Linked DNA regions of Mus musculus: region 2 is linked to region 1. Evidence: chromatin contacts called from public Hi-C data. All regions are on one chromosome and are shown on one strand. Each heading gives the region's core, a stretch centred on a gene start, on an enhancer-like site or on the middle of the called end of the contact. The rest is flanking DNA. Distances are from core to core; before and after follow the strand shown.

Region 1 (4,662 bases), core at 1,129-3,628:
TGAACTCCCAGGCTAGGGTTGTTTTCAAAGCACTGTGCTGGTGTCCACAGTACTCGGCCATTGAAATGAAAATGAGTCACTTTAGTGTTCAGACATCATTGGTTGCTGCGAAGAGAGTGGGGATGCTGACTTAGAGGCCCTCTGAGTTACCTCCATATCTCACAAGGCAACATCTGCTTTGGAGAGGCATAGAGTGAATGGAGGACTAAATCACTGACCCCTGGGTTTCACATACATTACTGTTCTGCCACTAAACCATAACATGTCCTCACACTGGAAGGGGAGCTTTAGAAAAAGCTTTGGGGACCAGGTGCTACCAAAAAGAGCCCATGGAGATTGCTTGGGTTAGAGGGTAGAAGGCTGGAAGGATGGAGATACAGGGAAGTATGGCCACAGGGGCAGATGAGTAAGAGGTGAGCAGGAGGGATTAGTGCTAAGTGAGAAAGGAAGACAGAGTGAGGGGACAGTTCAGACATGGAGTGCTTGAGTGAGAACTGCAGTGACTCCACGCACTTGCTTTACTCTACAGATCAACTACAAAGATGAGGTTTATGCTTACCCACTGAACTCACTGTCTAGGAAAAAAATGCCACAAATGACTGGGCATGAAGACAGCCAGTGGGTTAGACTGAATTCTAGGAAGTCTGGATGATGTGGCCTTGTCCTTATAGGACTTTAACATAACCTCTCCCACAAAAGGTGGAATCTGTACCCCTATTCAAAAGGCCTAGTTTTTTCATGGGCATGTTCTCAAAGCCCTCTACTTTAGTATGCCAAGGAATGCCCTGGGGTCTCCCAGCTTGAAAAAGGTATCAGTCTGATGTTAGCTCACAGGCCTTTAGAATGGACCTGCCCTCTAGGACCTGTTATTTCTCTCTTAGGAAGATTATGGAGGGTAATTGGTCACCCTTCCCCCACAAAAATCCCGAAACCGCATTATTTCCCAGTGGGAAAATGAAGATGTGTCTCCTCAAATAATCATGATATGATTCTGGCTCTGTTATTCCAGCTCAGCCTGGACAGACTTTTCTGCGTGTAAACAAGTCTCCTCCCTTCTCTACAGGAAGAAAGGGGTGTGGCTGGAGAGGACCATGGTGCCTCTGTCTTCCTAGGAAGGGCAATGAGAAGAGCCCCCCATCCCCATCTTCCTCACTTAGATTGATCCACCCTGAGAGTGCGCTGGTCTGGGACCAGCTGGCAAAGAAAGGAAAACAGGAAGCCATCAAGAGGATTGAGAGGAAGCAGAGATGCACAGGAGTGGGGATTAGAGGGGGTGGGGGAGTGTATTCACACAGGGGAAAACCAAAGAGGAAGGGTACACAGGCAGGTGTATGTTCCCAGCTGAGGTTAGGATTCTGGATTCAAATCAGAAGAGGTAAAGAGCATTGGGTTCTGGAAAAATGTATGGAATATTGGGTTATTGTCAAATGTGAGAAGGCATTTATCTCTGAGAGCCTCCTGGGGGTGGGGTGAATTGGACTGTATATATTAGGTCTGAATTCTAAAGAGGAGAATTTGGGTATGGGGTATTTAAGGCTGTCAGACCCAAAAGTCAAATGGAGGCCCTAGGGGTTGGTTTGTTGTTGGAGGCCAGGAGGAGTGCAAATCCAAGATGTGTGTGCGGTGAGGCCTGAATAGGGTGGCACCAGAGAGAGAAAGTGCTCAGGAAAACCATGGGTCCAGGGGTCAGGAGATCGGGGGCTCCAGAGCTGGAAGGTAGAATAAGTTTCCAAATTCCAGGGTTTGGGGTGTCTGGTGGAAGGGATGGTGGAGAGATTAAGCAGGGAGGTGGGGATGACTGGGATGTGAGAAGTGACAAGGGATTTGGAGGTTAGAGTGAAGAACGTGTTAGGGAACCAGAGTGAAGTCAGAAGGATGCCACAGAGACAATTCTGGCTCTGGGGCTCTGTGGCCTGGGGAGGGAACAGAACTGAGGTGGGGCAGGTCCTGAACTGGAGTCGGGAAAGGTTCTAGTAGGGCTGGGGTTGGGCCTGCGTTTGGGGCCGGAGTTGGGTTGGGCTGCGCTCTAATTGGATTGGGGCTGGGCTGGGCTGGGCTGGGCTGACCCCGCGCACCTTTGTGGAGGCCGGTGAGCCGGTCCTTCAGCACCGTCAGCTCGTAGATGCGGCCGAACTCCTCGAACAGCGGCTTGAGGTCCTGCTCGTCCAAGCCCCGCGGGATCTGCCCCACGAAGAGCTTGATGGCGTCGTGGTCCTTCATGGGCACCGCGGGACCTGGGTTCAGCCCGCTCATGCCGCCGCCGCTGTCCGCGGTGCTGAAAGCCAAGCGCGGGCTGGGGCCGGCGGGCGGCGCAGACCCTCCAGGCGCCGCGGCCATGTCCCCGCCCCGTCCGCCCTCCCGAGCGTCCCGCCTGTCCCGCCGTCCCTTCCCTGGACTGCTGGCGAGGGCCTGGGGGAGGGGGCGGGGCCCGCCTACGAGGACGGGGGGCTGCCCAGGGGGCGGGGCCCAGCCGAGAGCGAGGGGCGGGGCGGACTGAAAATGGGCGTGGTCGAGGGCGGGGCGCCTGAGTCCGGCTGGAGTCCCCCTCAGAGCTCTCCCTGGCGCGCCAAGCCCAGCCCCGAGCCCCAGCCCCCGAGCTTAGTGACGTCAGACAGCTAGCAGGGAGCGTCTACGCAAGTGATTTGCATAATGAGATAGCGGTGGCCAATCAGAGAAGGAGTTGGCTGAGCTGGAGCGCGGGGCGAGAAGGGCGGCTGGGCTCACGCGCTCCAGCTCTCCATGGCAACCGGACCCTCAGCTGCCCTGTGTGTGGAGGGTGTGCGGGCGTGGCAGTGGATGGGAAGTAGCTTCGTCATGCGTGGCGCTGTCTGCTGGAGTCGGAGATGATCTCTCCCTACACACCTCCAACAGCCGGACCGTTTTCTGTGGGTCAGATAGGGTTTCCACCTCTCTATCCCTACTACCGAAGCCAGTCTTGCGGAGCGCATCCTTCTAGGCTCCATCGCACACCTCTCCTATATCTTCAACCTCTCTTTGCTCCTGAGACTCAAACACACTCTCGTCTCTTGTATTCTAAAATAAGCCCCAAGCACTGATTTCTTCCTCAGGAGAGCGAAAGAACTTATATTATCATATTTACTCAGAGCTTCTGCCTGGTTCCTCCCTATTCTGTGACTCAGGAGTGTTATCTTCTTTTCCTGAAAAGGATGCTGTGGGTCAAAGAAGTTAGGGCGTAAGGCAAAAGAAGAAACGGAAATTGATACATCGCGTGTGTTAATATCTTAAAAGCTATCGGACAAATCACAGCGCTTGAGTGTTTACCTCCCCATTCCCTCTTTCACAAGCGCACATTCATAAAGATGAAGGATTGGCGACATGGCTAAGCATATAAAGGCTCTTAATAAACAAGCTCGATGACCTGAGTTGGATACCCAGAACCTGCGTGGAAAAGCCAGGAGCAGAGCTTCGCATCTGTAATCCTAGTACTTCCGTGGCAACAAGAGGAAAAAAAAAAACAGGAGAGTCACAAGGGCCAGCTAGCAGAGGGACAGAAACAAGAGGGAGCCTCAACAATTTGGAATGAAAAAGCCACTCCTGATCTCAACAAGCTTGCCATGACTCATGTTTCTGCCCCTACTCATACAAATACACACATGCATACACATCACACACACACATCACATATGCATCACACACACCCCACACACAAATCACACCATACACACATACACACATCACAGAAACAAATTTATATTTTTTATTATTTTGTGTTTAAGTTTTGCCTGCATGCATGAATATATATGTATGTGCAGCACATGTATGCCTAGTGCCACTGGGGCCAGAAGACAGTGTCAGAGCCCCTAGAACTGGAGTTATGGAATTTAGGGGTTTTGTAAGCCTCCCTGTGGGTGCTGGGAATCAAACCCACGTCTTTTGCTGCTCTTAACTGCTGGGCTGGCCACTAACTAATTATGAGTTGAATAGGACCTTGAACTGCTGCTCTTTCTGCTTCCACTTCCGAGTTCTGAGGTCATGGGTGTGCACTCTCATGGTCATTTATGCATACCATCTTTAGTAGTTCGTTTGGGGGTACATCTACTTTTCAAATTGTGTTCTTACTGGTGGAGCAGCTTTTATTCTTTTCTTTGACAGGCTCTTGGGATATAGCCCAGGCTACCTTCAAACTCTGGGTTCTTTCTTGCTCCAGTTTCCCCAGTGCTAGGAGTGCAGGTGTGTGCTACCGTGCTCAGCCCTGAACTGATCCTTGCTAGGTAAGTTCTCTTCCGCTGAGGTGTTCCTCCAAGCACCATAGTTACATTTAAAGCAGGTAACTTTAAAAGTGGGCATAACTGGGTCTTTTAAAATTAAAAGTAGTTTTGTTTATTCTGTGACAAGTTGGAAATTAAATATCCTCAATGCTCCACTCTGTTATCTTTTGATACACTGTTGCTGTGGATGCTCAGCTTTGTTATCTTTTGCTACATTGCTATCTACTTTCCCCCCGGGTGTATATAAACTCCAGAGTCAGCTTGCCAATTCTCCTTGCACTACTTTGCTTTCTGTTGCCACAATGAGCACCATGATCACAAATAACTTCTGAAGAAAAAGGTTTATTTCAAGGTATAACTCCTAGGTCACAATCCATCCATCACTGAAGAAAGTAGGACCAGGAACCCTGGGAGAATGCCATTTGCTGGCTTG
Region 2 (4,850 bases), core at 774-3,273, 390 kb before region 1:
CTCTATTCAGCTGTGTGAAATTTTCCCAGAGAGGTGAACAAGTAGCCTCCAACCTCAGAGAGAGCACTAAGAAACTAGAAGAACAATTCCATTCAAGTCTAACTTAGTGAGTCAATGAAATTAATAAATTAACCACTGAAGAAAATGGCTCTGACCCCAGCGATGGCTGCATATCCAAGAGAAGGGGAACTCGGCACCTCCCCCTCCACAGCAGACGTTACTGGGCACCATCTTGCACAGATAGCTCTCTTATGGATAATCAAAGCTACTGAGTTCAAGAGGGTAACTAACATCCATAAACCCAAAGGACAGGCATTCAACAAGGATGTTTCTTCTAGCTCCATTCTGCCGCAGTAACAAATGACCCAGAGTAACCTGGGGATGGTATCTGGTTTTCGCTTCCAGGTCACAGGCTATCACGGAGGGGAAGTGAGGGCAGTGCTGCTAGATGGTTGGCTCACTGTCTCATGCTCAGTTAGCTTTCTTACACGGCCCAGGGACACAGTGGGCTGCCCACAGTGAGCTTGCCTTCCCGAGATCAATCATCAATCGAAAGTAGCCACAAGCCAATCTGATCTGGACAGTCTGCTGAGGCTCCCTCATGTGTCTCTAGGCTGTGTCGAGCTGACAGCTGGAGCTAAGAGAATGGCTTTTCTACATGACTTCCAAAATGCCTCCCAAGAGGAGAATTGAGCCCTGTAGGGGGCGGGGTGGGGTGGGGTGGGGGAGTTGGAATACTAAATACTTTTCCTGTTGCCGTGATTTAATGCTATGGCAGAGGCAATTTATATAACAGTTGATTTTGGCTTACTGTTCCAGAGAGCTAAGAGCCCATCACAGCAAGGCAGTAAGTGCCAGGAGTGGTGGCAGGGGCAGATCAAAGCTTTACCTGCAAGCAGGAAGCAGAGAAAATGACCTGCAAATAGAGAGGGGCTTTAAATTCTCAAAGCCGGCCTCCAGTGAAGTACTTCCTCCAGTACAGAAGGGCCACACCTTCTAAACAGCACCAACAACTGGGAATTGAGTGTTTAGAAGCGGGTAGGGGGTAACTTCTCATTCCGACTACAACTACTGGTGGCTCAGACCTTGAACTTGAATACCACTCAGGTGAGAGACAATCTGGAAGCACAATACACAAGCTGCCTATAACAGAGCCTTCGCCTGCTGGTTCTGCAGGACATCACCTTATCTGAATTGGATGAGTAGCATGGAGGAAATACACTACAGAAGTAACTCGGTCACACTGCAGAAAAGGCCACAGTGAAACCCCAGCTCCCCGTCAACTGACTTCACCTTGGTCTCAATGAGTCAGATCATCTTGATTCCTGATAAAGCCAATCATGCCGGGTACCGCTGGCGACTGTCCCTAGCTAGAGTCCTTAGGGAGTGGTCCAGCTCAGATCGGTTTCTGACTCTGCCCTGCTTTTCGTCAGCGCCCCTTAGAAACGGTATTTGGCCTAAGTTGCTCCCTTCCTTCCCTTATATTCATCCTTTCTAACTGGAAAACTTCACTTTCACCTAATTCACTTAACATAAAATGTTTCATGATGATTACATCAAGTACACAATTAGGTGTCATTTCCAACATTCCTTGCATTGTACAGCCACTATGTCATTCATTCTTCCAAATCAGGGGTGATATGTTTTGTAAAATGCACTATGATATGGCGGGAGGGCGTGCTTTAGCAGGCCCAAGTGAGACCCCCACCCCAACCCTGGCCCCTTTAAGGTACCAGCCATACGATGGGTCTAGGATAAAATGAAGTATATTTTGGGACATGAGAAGGATAAGAAGGGAGGTTGAGAAGGGAGTAGAAGCAGAGAAAGAGAAGGAACAGAGAAGGACAGAGAGGGGTGTCAAATAGTCCTTTTATAGCAAGCCAGGCTCCTACCTTGCTGTTGCTAGGTAACTGTTGGGTGGAGCCTAGAAGAAATGTGAGCAAGGAGTCTATTCCAGACAACACTCGGAACACTCTTACACCACCCTCCACCCCCACACTGAGGCTCAAACCTGGGCCTTGGAGTCGTGCCACACATGTGGCAAGCGCTACCACAGGGCTGTGCTCCCAGACCTGAACTCTCTTACCATCTTACCCTCACTGCAAACCTGTAACACTGGGAAACTGATGGAGAGCTGTTAGCACACTGTACTGGCTAATTTTGTGTCAACTTGACACAGGCTGGGGTTATCACAGAGAAAGGAGCTTCAGTTGGGGAAGTGCCTCCATGAGATCCAGCTGTAAGGCATTTTCTCAATTAGTGATCAAGGGGGAAGGTCCCTTGTGGGTGGAACCATCTCTGGGCTGGCAGTCTTGGGTTCTATAAGAGAGCAAGCTGAGCAAGCCAGGGGAAGCAAGCCAGTAAGGAACATCCCTCCATGGCCTCTGCATCAGCTCCTGCTTCCTGACCTGCTTCAGTTCCAGTCCTGACTTCCTTTGGTGATCAACAGCAATGTGGAAAATGTAAGCTGAATAAACCCTTTCCTCTCCAACTTGCTTCTTGGTCATGATGTTTGTGCAGGAATAGAAACCCTCACTAAGACACACACCAACCTGGCTAACAGCAGTAACGCTAGGATTCTGCAGCCTCCCCTTCAGCCTGGAGTCCATTCCATCTCCATCTGCCAGGACATGTTGTATGGTCTCAACGTGTCTTCCTGCATACCAACTCCAGCCAATCCACACTGGTTTTCCAAAGCCAGGCACAGCTCCTTACCTAAGCTCAAAAATGTCCGCTTTCACCTTGAGCTGCACCTGGAAAGGTACACAGCCCACCTCCCGAGGGAAGCAAGGAGCCCGCTCTGCACTGAGAGTCAGACCCCAGCTGGGAACCAACCCTATCACTGGTTCCAGAGAACCCATGTCACAAAGATTTACTGAGTAGGAAAGATCTCCAAAGATCATAACCAAGATGGGGCTGCTCCTGGTGGGGAGGCTGTCTTCAACTGTCAGACATTTCTGGGGCCATTAGGGACCAACAAGAGCCTGGATAGGTGACCCTGCACAGGCATTCAGGGAAGTGATAAAGGAGTCAGACTTGGTTCAAAATAAAATGCCCCAGTCCTGGGGAGATGGTAAGGGTGACAAAATGCTTTTAGCTCACACACATGAGGACCTTAGTTCAATCCCCAGAAGACTGGTTTAAAAAAAAAAAAAAAGTCAATCAAGGGGATGGAGAATAACAGAATCATGAGAGAGACCTGCCAGCCCCAGTGCTGATGTAGGAGGTGAGAGGTGAAGGATTCAAGAGGTGTGGGTGGAGCCAACTCCTTGAAAGCTCATAGATGATGCTGTGACTGACCGTGAAAAGTGAGGCACTTAACACTTTAGGAATATGGCTGAATTTTCTGGAAAGCAGAGCGAATTGGCATCTTCTCCCTTACAAAAATCTTGTCTCTATAATATAGACTAATATTGGTGTGGTTATGCACCATCCGGGGCATTGGAGCATCCTGAGATCCTGTAAGAACACTGTGTGCCCAGAAGTACCTGCAGGTAGGGAGCCCCCAGAAGAGTCAGCGGAGCATCTCCGCACACCCACCTCCTACAGAGAAAAGCCTGTGCACAGGTATCGGTGGCTCTCCATTTTCTCATAGCCGGGCTAAGTGAGGCCACACAGATGTGCGTCAGTTCGGCTTTGTTTGTGGTGTGGGGCATTCACACCTGCTACACTGCTAAGCCAGCTGCACACCGAGCCCCACCCCAGCCCTGATGGTCTCCTCCCTGACCCGGCAATGGGGAGCTGCTCACCTAATGCACCTGAGTCACATAACTCTCTTGTGGATGTGACCTGAAGCCAGAACCTGCTCCCTGCATGTGTGGTGTTGATCATGGCAAATGCTGCTGGTAGTTGTAGACTGCCCACTCTGGAAGGCTAAGATCCCAGGTCAGTGAGTGACAGCCACTACGGTATCCCCTCCCCCCTTTCTTCCTCTTCTCTCTCTCTCTCTCTCTCTCTCTCTCTCTCTCTCTCTCTCTCTCTCTCTCTCTCTGCTTCAGTACGCCACTTCTACTCCCATGCCCCATCTCATATGTGGAGGTAGGACAGTTTGAGGTTCAGGGTCATCCTATATAGGCAGTTGAAGGCCTAAACCTGTCCAGTCTCAAATAAACAAACAAACAAACAAACAAACAAAAATTATATCTAAGGTCAATTCTGTATAGAAGCTATCTAAGAGATGGGGGCAGGGTGCAATGGGGCACAAGGAACTGAATTCCTTTGAACTGAATGCCAGCATCCTCATCCTCTCAGCCTGACCACAGGACTCCTGCATCTGAGCCCAGGTGCTCTTATCTTTGACCCACCCCCACCCCCACCCTCCGGTGCTCAGCACCTGCCCTTGCCCAAGACCTAACAGCATCATTCTCACCAGCACCAAAGCAGGAACAAATGTGTGTGCACAGTGCTGATTTGTTATTAGGTGCCAGTCCCAGAACAGCTTGTTTCTGACCTCCAGGTTATAAGGAGCAGTAGAGTCTCTGCAAACCAGAGTTGTTAGTGGTGCTAGCTAGCTCAGCTCTTTTTTTGAGCTGTGGGGCTTGTGTTTGTTTGTTTGTTCGTTTGCTGTTTTGGCTAGCCATTTCCTTTTCAGTCCTTATATGAATTCTTAGTCTCGCATTTTATCATGGCAAGCAAACATTATATTAATTCAGCCAAGGGTGCAGGTGAAGCAGGTGTCAGCCTCTAACAGCTGAGAGTCCCTGGAATAAGAGGCAGCTGGAGGCATTCGGGATTCAAATAGCCCAACCTCCATCATTCATCCAGGAAGGGCTTGGCAGTGGCAAAGGCCTGGGGCACAAGCAAGCCAGCCATCTGCCCAGACCTTTCCAGGACCACGACAGACTCTTTAC

What was found. Hi-C and Micro-C count contacts between places; a contact is called where the count stands out from the background.
Region 2: a Hi-C map of the N1E-115 cell line shows a contact between it and region 1, with 4 times the contacts expected there. The contact joins the enhancer-like site here to the promoter of Celf6 in region 1. A contact is called at or near these places in 1 of 39 promoter capture datasets (liver), 3 of 484 Hi-C or Micro-C datasets (the N1E-115 cell line, embryonic stem cells and pro-B cells) and 1 of 115 datasets of contacts at active chromatin or transcription factors (microglia).

Annotation. Positions count from the first base shown.
Region 1 is chr9:59,576,053-59,580,714 of GRCm38.p6, reverse strand. It overlaps Celf6 (CUGBP, Elav-like family member 6), which reads right to left and starts at 2,378. Exons shown (of 12, transcript NM_175235.3): 1 at 2,076-2,378. The coding sequence starts at 2,337.
Region 2 is chr9:59,961,699-59,966,548 of GRCm38.p6, reverse strand. No RefSeq gene overlaps it. Among named protein-coding and RNA genes, the nearest start is that of Gm7616, 13 kb to the right of the region's middle. Within about 2 kb of position 2,023, at least 15 of the 459 cell types and tissues checked have an H3K27ac peak or open chromatin away from gene starts, as enhancers often do. A contact at or near this core is called in the N1E-115 cell line, where this site is marked.